2 separate regions of the Sus scrofa genome follow, and region 1 is linked to region 2. Evidence: chromatin contacts called from public HiChIP or PLAC-seq data. All regions are on one chromosome and are shown on one strand. Each heading gives the region's core, a stretch centred on a gene start, on an enhancer-like site or on the middle of the called end of the contact. The rest is flanking DNA. Distances are from core to core; before and after follow the strand shown.

Evidence for each region. HiChIP or PLAC-seq counts read pairs in DNA pulled down with a chosen protein or histone mark.
Region 1: an H3K27ac HiChIP or PLAC-seq map of alveolar macrophages shows a contact between it and region 2, with 4 times the contacts expected there. The contact joins two enhancer-like sites. A contact is called at or near these places in 1 of 5 promoter capture datasets (liver), 8 of 47 Hi-C or Micro-C datasets (alveolar macrophages, blood, embryonic fibroblasts and 3 more) and 1 of 2 datasets of contacts at active chromatin or transcription factors (alveolar macrophages).

Annotation. Positions count from the first base shown.
Region 1 is chr13:90,099,651-90,106,396 of Sscrofa11.1, forward strand. RNF13 (E3 ubiquitin-protein ligase RNF13) reads left to right here. Exons shown (of 9, transcript XM_013980793.2): 4 at 1,887-1,974. Among named protein-coding and RNA genes, the nearest start is that of RNF13, 68 kb to the left of the region's middle. Within about 2 kb of position 5,176, at least 5 of the 83 cell types and tissues checked have an H3K27ac peak or open chromatin away from gene starts, as enhancers often do. A contact at or near this core is called in alveolar macrophages, where this site is marked.
Region 2 is chr13:89,992,674-89,999,025 of Sscrofa11.1, forward strand. It overlaps ANKUB1 (protein ANKUB1), which reads right to left. Exons shown (of 6, transcript XM_005654029.3): 4 at 466-580. Among named protein-coding and RNA genes, the nearest start is that of ANKUB1, 18 kb to the right of the region's middle. Within about 2 kb of position 1,643, at least 14 of the 83 cell types and tissues checked have an H3K27ac peak or open chromatin away from gene starts, as enhancers often do. A contact at or near this core is called in alveolar macrophages, where this site is marked.

The DNA.
Region 1 (6,746 bases), core at 3,926-6,425, 110 kb after region 2:
TTTCTTAATTTTAGTTGGATAACAATCCACCTAAAAAATAAAATGTGCACACAAAGGCAAAAACTAAACTTTTTTTTTTTTTGATTATTGATTATCCTCGCATGACTGCAAAATATTCCTTGTAATACTTTCATTGACTGGTTTTTTTCCTTGCCATTATTCTCAATATTAAGTAGGTCTGATGTTGGTGAACTATCAATGCTATTTTAATTCATTTAAAAAAAAACTGCCTGATTTTCTCTCATGTTTGTAATGTTATAATGTGAGCTATTAATTTAAGCATGTTTCATACATTTTCTCATTCAATTAATATTTAATGGGTGCCTATTCTGTGTCAGGCTATTATTTATTTATTTATTTTTTTGTCTTTTTGCCATTTCTTGGGCCGCTTCCGCGGCATACAGAGGTTCCCAGGCTAGGGGTTGAATCGGAGCTGTAGCCGCCAGTCTACGCCAGAGCCACAGCAACGCGGGATCCGAGCCGCCTCTGCAACCTACACCACAGCTCCGGAAACGCCGGATGTTAACCCATGGAGCAAGGGCAGGGACCTAACCTGCAACCTCATGGTTCCTAGTCGGATTCGTTAACCCCTGTGCCACAACGGAAACTCCCAAGCTATTATTTTCATAGGTACTATAGCGGCTGTAAAGATGAGCTAAATATTAATTCTCTGAGGCACTGCAGATTCAGGTTTTTTTAGGGGATAGGATAAAATCATACTGATTAATCCACAGTATTGTCTCTTTCAGAATTCCAGATTTCATTTGTGAGATAGTTTTAGAGAAGTCAGGGGATACTATAGAAGAAAATTTTACTCTTGGCAATCAAATTTGAATACATGAGGCTCATTTCTTACCTAGCATTCATATCCTGAATCTGCTGAATACTTGGTCATTCCTTTTACTCTTGAGAACTCAACTTTTTGGACTTGCACTTCCACTTTGTGGCTTGACTCAGGTCTTTATTGAATTACAGTAGAATTTTGAATCATTATAATGCTGATAACTAAAACAGACCTAATATTAGGCTTTTGAAAATTCTTTAAAAAATAATTTTAGATGTATAAATATCATAAACACTTTGAGAGACATCACTATGCATTGAGTATAAGGTAATATATTTCAAGAGTTTATCATATTAAGTACCCAGAACTACATAATCAGAGTATTCCAAAGTATTTCAAGTATTCAAAACTATGTTGTATATATATTTGCCTACCCAGTTGTCATTTTATTTGACCAGTATGCAAATTATCTAATCCTTCATTTTTACCAAATGGTCCAAAGGTGATAGAGTAAGAAGGTTAAGCTGTGGTGTAGGTCATGGATGTGGCTCAGATCTGGCATTGGCTGTGGTTGTGGCATAAGCCAGCAACTACAGCTCTGATTTGACCCCTGGCCTGGAAACTTCCATGGCTGAGAGTGCAGCCCTAAAAAGGCAAAAATAAATAAATAAATAAAGTTGGGGAAACAGGATCAAGGAAGAAAAAGACTTTGCCCAAGTTTATCCTGCTAATAAATGGTGGCGGTAGATTTGAGTTCTCAAGGGCTGATGACTCTTGAGCCTGATCACGGCAAGTCTCTTTACCTCTTTAGAGCTAGACAGTTTTATTGCTTTGGATCCTTTTGGTATGGGAGGTTTTCCCTCTATCCTTTATTTGCTTTTCATTTCACTTAATACTGTGAATGAAATCAAGAAGATAGCTAAAAAAGTTGTTGATAATCAATTGTAAAATGTCAATTATGTTTCATGAACACGTTGAAATCTCTTCAAATAACTAGTCCTAGTTGAATGGTATGGACTTGTTGATTTATGTTTGTTGAAATTAAGGGACCTTATGACAAAGCATTTTCTTCCTCATATCATGACTGTTTTCTGACTTGCAGGTTTTAAATGCACAGAGAGCAGGGTACAAAGCAGCCATAGTTCACAATGTTGATTCTGATGACCTCATTAGCATGGGATCCAACGACAGTAAGTACAGGTATCACTTTTCTTCTCTCCTGTTTAACCAACCATTCAAAACTAAACTTAACAGAATTTCTATTCTTTCATTTTCTGTTTAAAAAGCAAAATTTCTTCTCTATCAGAAAGATAATTCCCAATTTTTAATCCTCTTGGAACAGTTTTGTTCACAGTAGAAATGGAATCGATTTATTCTTTTCTGAACAGCTAGTTTTGTTTTTGTTTTTACCTATGTGTTTCATTTTGTTGAATGTGTTTATATTGTGGTGAAAACCAAAGTTTTAAATAGAGATAAACATTGAGTTAAAGATGCCATAGGAGAATTTTTGTGATTTATTTAGAGATTCACAATGTTAAATTTTAGGATATGCAGAAATACTAAGTAGCTGCTGCATTCTTGTGGAATTTCAAAGCCATGTACTTGTGTTCTCTTATACCAGTTTATTATTAGCTCCTTAGCAAACACTGGCATGCCTTTAGGTAGGTTTTCATTCAAAATGAGAATATATTGCTTTATTCTCTGCTAAATATTAGCTTGTAGGGAAAATGAGCCAATTTTAATAAAATAACTGACTTATTTTATTACAGACTGATTACAGACTGATTTTTAAACTGTATGCTTAATTTAGAGATAGTGATAAAGGTGTCTTTTATTATATTAATGAGGCCACTTTGAGACCCCACTAAAGGATGGGGCTGGCTGTTAGAACTAACCAGGTGATTAGAAGATTGGAACTTTCAGTCCTACCCTTGACCTTAGGAAAGGGGTAAAGGACTGGACATTGAATGATCCCCAGTGGCCAGTGATTTAATCAGTCATGCCTATGTAATGAAGCCTCCATAAACACCCAAAAGGATAGGTTCCAAGTTTCCAGGTTGGTGGAAGCGTGGAGATGCAAGGACAATTGCACTCCTGGAGAAGGCATGAAACTTCCACACCCTTTCCCATATACCTTGCCCTATATATCTCTTTCATCTGGTTGTTCATGAGTTATATCCTTTCATAATAAACTGGTAATCTAGTAAATAAAATGTTTCGTTGAGTTCAGTGAGCTGCTTTAGTAAATTAATTGAATCCATGAGGTAGAGGTTTTTGGAACCACCAGTCTATAGTTGGTGGGTCAGAAGCACAGATGACAACTTAGATTTGCAACTGGCATCTGAAGTGGCGGATGGAGATTCTTGTGAGAGCAGACCCTTAACCTGTGGAATCGGATGCTATCTTGGGGTAGATAATGTCAGAATTGAGTTGAGTTGTTTGATGGTGTGGGGAAGATCCCCATGCACATTGGCAGCTGGGTTCAGAACCCAAAATACACTGAATATACTGCCAACATTCATGATTAAGTATTTTATTTTTGTTTTTCTTTTAGTACCAAACAGTAATACCCCTTGTTATTAAGTTGCATTGAGTTACATATGCAAGAAAGACTTTGGAGTGAAGAGCAGACCTAAAGTTATGGGCTGATACACTCCATTGGAATGTATTTAGGACTTTAAATAACTACAGCCTCAATAGGAAGTATTTTGGATTCCCTGACCAAAAAAATCTTTTTATAGAATGAGGCAGTATTTTTTGTTGTTGAGTTAGGGAACTCTTTTCCTTCTTACCTCTGATATAATCTGGGGCAAAATTACAGCATAAAAAAAGCAAAACTTAGTAATAATTACTTTATGTTTTAAATTATTATTTTAATCTTAGCTCATTAAATCCTAATTATAGAATGCATGAAGTACCCTAAAGAGATTCTGGAATTTCACAAAATGTTTGACAACCACTGCTTAGCAATTAGAGGAATTAATGAAGGGATTTTACTTACTAAATAATCTAGTATTGTTGGTACTACAGATGACACATTTTTCTTCTCTTCTTTTAATTATCTCAAAAAAATTATTACCCCACATGATACTTTCCTGGTTAGACAGTTTTGAGACTTGTGTACATTACTGGCAAAATGGAAATCAAGCACATTCTAGATATAGGCCTAAATTCAGATCTAAGCTCTTACTTGTATTGGCTGTATAATTTTGAGCAAGTTACTCTTTGTGTGTTTTGCTGAAGGCCTGGGCCTGGGGTTTAACAATCCTCAAGACCTTCTCAATAGTTTAGTGTTGAATAAAATGATTAGCATTTGTAAACTATTTATTCTTTTGACATACCCTTACTAACAGTTTTGCAGGCTGGAAGTGTCAGTTCCCTTTAGCATCTGTTTTCTTTGTAATAAAACCTTTTTTTTTTTTTTGTGGTAATCATGTGAGTTCCTAGGGAATGCGTGCTAAATATCAAAAGTGGCGCACAATCATAAAATCCTTTGTTTGCTATGGAAATGTTCCACCTGAAGTTATTACGTTTCAAAGATTGCTCAGAATTTTGTTCTTTATTGCTTGGATTACTTTCTGTGAAATTTTGCTCTGTCCTTGAGTATGTGTGTGTTTGAACAATTCATATATCCAACACATGTTGTAAAGATCTTTACCACTTTCATCTTTGCTGTTACTTCATAGAGGAAAGGAAAATCTGGGTTTATTAAAAGAGGCATGTATCTATCCCTCTTTTTAGGCTTAGGCATAGCTACAAGGAATGTTGCATGTGTTCTTCTAAGAGGAGAGGTTCTAATATCTGGAAACAAAAGGAAGTTTTGAAAGTCCCTTGTTGCCAACATTTCATACAGGAATGTGTCTGTTTTTATTTCAGCTGGGACATAGGATGGGTTAACTCAGTAAGCCAGTTATATTTGTCATCTTCAGGAGGCAGCAGAATGTGGTGGGGAAAACACAAACTTCAAGACCAGGAAATGTGAGTTTATTCCAGGCTGTTGATATATGAACTGACTTGTGATGCTGGAAAAGTTTCTACCCTTTCCAAGCCCTTTATTTTAATCTGTAGCAGTGTAAATTAATTTTAATTTTTATTTGACCTGACAAGGTTGTGAAGATTACATGAGAGCAGATATATGATAATACCGTGCCATGGCAGGGGGGAAAGAACCTAGATGAGGAGTCAGAGCCTCAAATTTGTCTATGCTGTGCAAATTCCTCACTGTATAATCAGGACAAGTTGTCAATATGTCTGAGTTTGTTTATTCTCCTTTTTTTCTTTGCTTTCTTCCTTCAACAAATGTATTTTGACAGCCTACTCTGCAGTAAGCAGTGCTTTAAGCATCCTGACAGCAGCAGGAAATGATACATTTTTGAGGCTCTGCTTGTACTTTTCATTGAGGAAGCAGAATGCAGTAGTTGAGAATGTGGTTTCTGAGTACTGCTTTACAAGAATTGAATCTCATTGCCACCACCTGCCGGTTGTATGACCTTGGGAACATTACCTAACATGTATGTGCCTCACTTTTCTGATCTGTAAAATGGGGATGATGATAGTACTTAATTCATTGGCTTATTGTTTACAACATATAAAACATCTGGTTCTTGGTAGTAATTTAATGGTTATTTAGCTGCTATTATTATTGCTTCAGTTATTATTATTATTGTATTCCAGAATGGGAGAGAGGAAATGAACACGTAATCAAAGAGTTATGTTTGTCAAGTAGTGGTAAGTGCTATGTAGAGGACATGCCACGTTAGAGGGATGCGGAGTGACAGGGATGAGAGGAGGATGGCTATTTTAGAGAGGGTGATCAGAGAAGGTATCTATGAGGCTTTGACATTTGAGCATAGGTCTAAAGTGAGAGACTCAGCCAGGCAGATTTCTGAAGGATATTTCAAGGAAAGGGAACAGCCAGCAAATGCAAAGGCATAAAGGTAGAGCATACCTGGCATTTTCAAGGTGTGGGAGAAAACCCCAGTAGCTGCAGTAGAATGAACAGGGGAGAGAGAGTTGCAGGGATAATGTTAGAGAGGGAGCCAGGGACTAGATTGTGTTGGGTCTTGTAGGACTTTGGAATATTTTCTGCAGTGGTTTTAAACAGAGGTGAGGTGGGATAATCTGACAGATTTTAAAAGGATCATTTTGGTTGTTCTTTGGAGAAATGGACTGAAGGTGAAATATGGGCAAGAGTGCCAATTAAGAGACCAGTTAGAACATTGTTGCAGCAGCCATGCAAGAGTTGATGGTTGTTTGGATTATTAGAAGTGACTGTGATGGGAAGTGATAGAATTATGGGTATATTTGAAGTTGATGGAGTTTGATATGAGGAATAAAGGAAAGGGAAGAGTCAAGGAGAACTCTAAGATGTTTAACCTTGAGAAACTGGGTGGATAGTTATGCTGTTTACAGAAATGAGGAAGAGCAGGGGTAGAATAAAGGAAAAGAGATATTGAGAATTTCATTTGAGGAGTTCCCGTCATGGCGCAGTGGTTAACGAATCCGACTAGGAACCATGAGGTTGCGGGTTCGGTCCCTGCCCTTGCTCAGTGGGTTAACGATCCGGCGTTGCCGTGAGCTGTGGTGTAGGTTGCAGACGCGGCTGGGATCCCGCGTTGCTGTGGCTCTGGCGTAGGCCGGTGGCTATGGCTCCGATTCGACCCCTAGCCTGGGAACCTCCATATGCCGTGGGAGCGGCCCAAGAAACAGCAACAACAACAACAAAAAGACAAAAGACCAAAAAAAAAAAAAAAAAAAAGAATTTCATTTGATAAACATTAAGTTTGAAACATGTTAGGCAATCCAACAGAGATATTGAATAGGCAATTGCTTATATGAATCTGGAGAGGCTGGGGTTAGCCATTTAAATTATAATCTGTCTATGATATGGATAATATATTTGGCACATATACTTCACAGAATTGTGCATCAGAATTAAAATTCAGCATTTAAAAAATATTTC
Region 2 (6,352 bases), core at 393-2,892:
GTCCTCCTGGATACCAGTGGGGTTTGTTGCTGCTGCACCACCATGGGAACTCCTGAGTGCTTGTTTTAAATGTAATTTGAAAATTACACGATAGCTTAAAAAGAAGCAAGCAATGTTTTCAGCCAATCAGTTAGCAATTAGTGGTTTTTAGAATAATTGAATGTGAGAATGAACTTATTCTGATAAACTTTAAAAAGTGCCTTTAAAAGTCTAATATCCAAACCAAACTGAAGTCACCCATTTAGATATTGTTTTCTAGGGAAGTCTACCCGAATTATAATCCATCGCCAAAGGCTGTCCTCCCTGGTGGCATCTCTGCTGTCTTATTCTAGCAAATATGTCAGTAACAGTGTTTAAGGGGAACTTGCATGGAGCAGCACCTCGGCTGTAGAGCGAATGGCAGAGTCAAGTTCCTATGAAAGGTTAGTAAAATTAATTAGTTTAGCATTTGCTTTATCTCCGTACTTCAGTACTGGTCCTTCATTTGATAAATAGCGTTGGACTTTAAGTGTTTGTCCAAGGAGACAGCCCATCAGAAATTCCTTCCATCCATCCCAGACGTCCAAGCGAAGTGTCGTACCTGTGGATAAAGAGAGATGGGGATGGTTCCAGTCCATCACTGGGGCTCAGCGATCATAAAACTTCTAATGACAGCTTTCTCTAAATAGGCATGAGCGAGATGCCAAATGAAAAGTACCTTGGAACGAAGACACAGGGCTACTATCTTTAGCTTAGGCCCATATTGACTTGGAAAAGCCCGTTAGCTTCTGTGCACTTACATTTTCTCATCTGTACTGTGAAAGCATACAGTGCTGAACTGTTTTCTGTAGCTCTCTTAAGATAGTCCTGTTGACACTGAGTCCATGCTGATCTATACATCACCATGTAAACGAAAGCTATCATGTTGGAAGAGAAACTTAAGAAATTGTGGCAGGACATGTGGGTTTGTTTCTTGGGCCTTGATCTTATGAGTAGGCTGTGGGTAGAGGTGAATAACCCTTTTGTTCTGTCCTTCACAAAATAGAGCCATTCTGTGTTACAAAACAAAAAGTAAAGTGTTTGTGCTGCTGGAGGATTTACCACTTGCTCCTCAAAAGCCTACTGTGGTTTTGTGACTATATCCACTTTGTCGTTCAGGCTAGTGCTTCCCAGGAATCTTTCCTCAGGCTTCTGTTCTTCTCACTCTACTTGTTCCCTCAGGATAAAAGCCAGTCTCCTCCCCATCTGGCCTGCTCTGACTTCTCTCCCACTCTGACCTTTCACCTGTCCTTTAGACATACCAAGTCCACTCCCATCTGAGGACCTAAAGATTGATAAGTTCTTTTGCTTCAAAGGGTCTTTATCCAGATTTTCACAGGGCAGTGTCCTTCTTACTCAGCTTTCTTCAAATTTCTTGTCCTCACGGAGAACCCTCTGGGCCACCATGGCTAAAGCAGTCTCTGTCCCCACACTCTCCTCCCCTCCAATACTCTGTGCCATGACGTTATTTTAACTTCTTCTTAAACCCTGTCATCAACACTTGAAATCATTTTACTTGTTTGGAGATTTTTTTTTCATGACTCACTGAAAAGGAAGCTCCTTTAGGACTTGCCACACCGCCTGGCACTTGCTGAGAGCTCACTGTGTACTTGTTGACTGACTAACAGGCAACCTCAGTGAGACTGATGGCTTCATTGATCATCCATGTTCCACTTACTCCCAAGTCCAAACTGCAGCCAGGCCTCTGCTCCAGCTTCAGATACCCCTGCTGCGGCCATCATCATCCAAGGGATCACACCAGGACCCCTCTGTCTGAAGGACAGCTTGTCACCTTTCATCCCAACCTGCTATCCCTCATGCATTCTGTGTCTCAGTTTATGACAGCACTACCTTCCTTCCTTGCTACCTAAGTTAGAAATCTGGGAGTTCTTCATTCCTTCCTTTCTTACACCCACAATATCATTACAGTCGCTAAGGCCTGACAAGTTTATTTGTAAATGTTGAACTGTTTCCTCACCTCCATCTCTTCCAGCCCCACCCTATTTCAGGCCTAGATAATCTCTCACCTAAATCTACTTTGAGAAGCTCCCAAGATCCTCCTCCATGTCTTTTTTCAGGATTCTATTCCATTGTCTTCTTCTCTTCTGGTTAACTGCCTACAGTAACCTCTCCCCACCTTGCCACACCACTCTCTATCCCCTTATCCTGCTTTATTTGACTTTGTAGTTCTTAATTCTATTTAAAACTCAATATTTTTTTCTGCTTACTGGACGATGCTTGCCTTTTCCACTGAAATGCAAGCTTCAAGAGAGGGTGGGAACCTTGATACTCTTGCTCACAGCTGTGTGTATGCTTTCCCCAATGGTGCTTGGCTCATGGTGGATGCTCAGCAAGTACTTGTTGAATGAAGTTCTGTCCCACTTTTCAAACCCATTCTGGCCATCTGCTGATTATAATTCCTAGAAGCCCAGGAGGCTGACCTGCACTTCTGTGTACATCCCAGGCTGTTTCTGGAGCATCTTCTTTTGTTGCCCTTTCTGTTTGAATTCCTTAGACTTCTCCCTCATACCCTCCTACCAAGCTGATGCAACGCTGGTGTCACCCCCTCCAAGGAGCCCTCCCAGAATACACCATACTCTCACCTCTCCAAATAAGTTAAAGAACTGCACAACTGATTGCTGTAAAATACTTTGAAACTCGTCATTACTGAAAATACATTTGTTTTGGAATTGCTGGTTTATAACCACTAGGCAAGAACTCTTTGAGCCCAAGCATTATGCCTCATCCAGTCTGTGGGCTTTGTTTTAGTTATGCTCTCAAGGAGACCCTCAAGAAAATGGGGCTTATCATATTGAGACGATGGCAGGATCTGGTGTGCATTAGAAATCAAGACACCTCTCAAGATGAGTCACTCCCCATCTCTCCCATGGGCACCAGGATCTCCCTCTCTCATGAAATTTAGGTCTCTTCGTATGTTTTCTCCCTTTCTCTACTGACAGGCTTCCCTGCTTACTTACAATTTCTGTCCTATCATAGCTTTGGTATGTGTGCAATTTGAGTTTGCCATGACCCAACCTGACCTCATTGACGCTTTTCATTTTCCTCCCCAACTGATAACCATTTTTGTCTCTCTATCTTTCCGAACTTGAATTCATAAGACTAGTAATTAATAATAATAATAACACTTTGAATATGAGTAACTAACATTCATTAAATATTATATGCTCTGCATTTTCTAAGTACTTTACATGAATAAGCTAATTTAAAATTTACAACAACCCTAAGTGATGGGTTGTATTATTGTCTCCATTTGAGAACAGAGGAAATTGAAGCACCATAGGATTAAGTAACTTCCCCGGGTTTTATATAACCAGTAAGTAGTGGAACCAGGAGTTAGACCTGGATGGTCTGGTTCTTGGGCCCATATTCCTGTCCTCTGTGTTATACTCATTTCCACATGAGAATCTAATTCCCTCAGCTGTGAGAGCTGATTTCATTGGCCAGCCTAAGGATTGGCTGCCTTTGAATCAATATGATGGCCCTAGCAGTTGCATGCCAAAGTTGTTATAGGACAGTGGGTGACTTGGCTTCTCCATGCGTATTCTCAGACTTAGGTTCATAATAAATACTTGCAGGTGAGAGGAAGGAAGACAGGAGGGATATTGTAACAGCAGTAATCTTAGAGTCACAGAAGGCTGAAGATAAAAAGATTCTAAAAGACTAGCCCACTCCATTGTCCCTTTCATAGACTAGGAAGTTACTCAGCAAGCTGGGAGTAGAATTTGACCTGGAATTTTTGTCCCTAGCCCTCTTTCTAATGCTTAGAAAGCCTCCTCCTTTCAGATTCCTTTCTCTTTCTTTCCTTTCTGCTTTTCTGATCTTTCCCTTTCTTCCTCCACTGCACAGGTAGACATAACACCACGTATATGTTCTCTCTGCTGATCCCTCCCTTTCTGGATGCCTTAAGTTACAACCTATAATCTTGAAATGGGGCTCTTCTTCTGTTACTTTTGACTCTGGCTTTGGATTTCTTGGTCTTGGCCTCACTGTCTTTTGTGGGTTGATTCCTGTTTGCTGTACTTTTACTCACAGAGCCTGATCTGCATTATTGCCCTCATGCCCCTAATCCACTTCAACCATCATAAATCTGGCCTTAGCCAGGAGAAATCACTCTTTTTTAAAAAAATTATGTATTTTTAAAAATTTATTATTATTTTATTTTTATGGCCACACCCATGAAAATTCCCAGGCCAGGGATCATATCCGAGCTGCAACTGTGACCTCTGCCACAGCTGCAGCAACACCAGATGCTTTAACCCACTGTGCCGGGATCAAACCTGAGCCTCCACTGCACCACAGGAGGAACTCCTGAGAATTCACTCTTTTTGCTGGGAGAATTATGGAATTATTCTGTAGAGACCAAGTAGCAGTTCTGCAAATATTCTAGAAATGCCCTGATAAACATTTTCTAAAACATAAATCATCCTTGACATGACAGATTTAGCCTCTCTAAAGCTTCTTGCGTACTTAAACCTCCTCCCCCACCCCTCGGCTGTGCCTGTGGCGTGCAGAGGGAGGCCAGGGATTGAATCCGAGCCACAGCAGTGATGATGCTGAGTCCTTAACCAGGTCACCAGGGAACACCAAACTTTTTTTCATAAAATGTTTGATTTCTCTGCATATGAAGGAAAACAAAAGATTTCAAACACTGGGCCAAGAGCATTTATTTCATCTCCTGTCTTAAAAGGCTTGCTATGACAGGACTCAGCTCTTGGAACTGTCTCTCAGATGTGGTGTGCTCAGTCTGACCGTGAATACATGCCATAGATATTCACAGTGAAAAGTACCAACAGCATCATTCGGTAAAGGAAAGATACCCATTCATTCACTCATTTGTTCAGGTACACCTTGTTCCAAAAAGAATTAATGTCAGTTTATGATCATATGTAAAATACAGAGAGAATAATAGGCAGACGAGCACATAGATAAACAAGAAGAAAGCAAAAAAACAGGATGGAGATAAAAGAACTAGAAATGGGGCTAAAGTGGACATCTGTCCTGTATAAACTGACACAAGAAAAGGTGTGTGTGCATGTTGTGTGTATTTTGGACCTATATGGTGTGTCACTCAACCTCAAGTCACAAAATTACAACTTTGCAAGTATCAGGGGATGTTTAGCTTTGATAAATTCATGACATGTTAATTTTTAAACATTCTACCACCAAAAAAAGCTCATTATCACCTTATAACTTATCTTTTTCTTAACCCCTACAACCTTTCTGTCTCCATCCACTTTATTAAAACCGCTCTCTCTGAGCTCACCAATGACCTTTAAACCAATTCAAAAGGTTTTTCTCAGACACTGTCTTTGGCCTTTTACCAGCATCCTGCAAACAGTCTCTTCTTCGTCATATGTGACAATGCAAAGTCCTTGTTTTCCTCCCAACTCTGACATATTTCCATGTCTCATTTTCTGACTCCTCTTCTGTCTACTTACCCTGACTTCAGCACATCCTGAGTACTGGCTCTTGGCCCTTGACAAGTCCCTCTCTGTATTTACTCTTAAGGAAAGCACCTCCGCAGGAATTTACTCCCATCTCCATGGGAGGAATGTCTACATCAGTATCTCTAACCCAACCCATCACTCAAGCCCTAGCTCCATGTTTGCTATGGAAGAGAATTAGAAGATCTCAGTTGTACTTACAGCTTTGCCACTAACTAGCTGAATAATTTTCAGAAAAAAAAAATGTACTCTGAATTTCCTTCTGTGTAAAATTTAAGGCCCTAAGCATAAGCTCCTTTTCCTGGTTTCACCACTCCTGTCCTAGTGTCAGAGCCTTGGAATTTTCCTCTTCTTAGATGTGGCCTGGCATGACCTTCTGTCTCTTTCTCAGGAGTGTCTCAGATCTGTTTTTGCCATTGCTAGAGGAATTAGTTAATGCTGGGATTATCAAAAGCTCCAGTTAGCATATCATCCTGCTTCCAGTCTCTCCTCACTCCTTTCTAGGGTGCTTAATGTTGCTTGTCATCATATTAAACGTCTATTGAAACATTCCTGTTCCAGAAATGTACATTGTACATGGCTCTGGTTGCAAGCACATGAAGCCTGTGCTTTGTTGCCTTACCCCTAAGGCCCTCCTCAGTCTGACCTCTGCTGTGATTCCCAGTGGCCTCAGTGACACTTGTCCACTATTCAGAACCACCTCCTGCTCTCTGTCTTCCCTGGGTTAAATCCATGTTCGGCATCCTGTGGCTCCTCTTTTCTCCTAGCCCAGAAGCGTGGGTGTCTTCCCTTCCTCCTCTCAGATGATCCATATTTCCTACATCTTTGTGTCCTTAAGAGTTCTTTAGAAGTCATCCCTTGAACCCTTC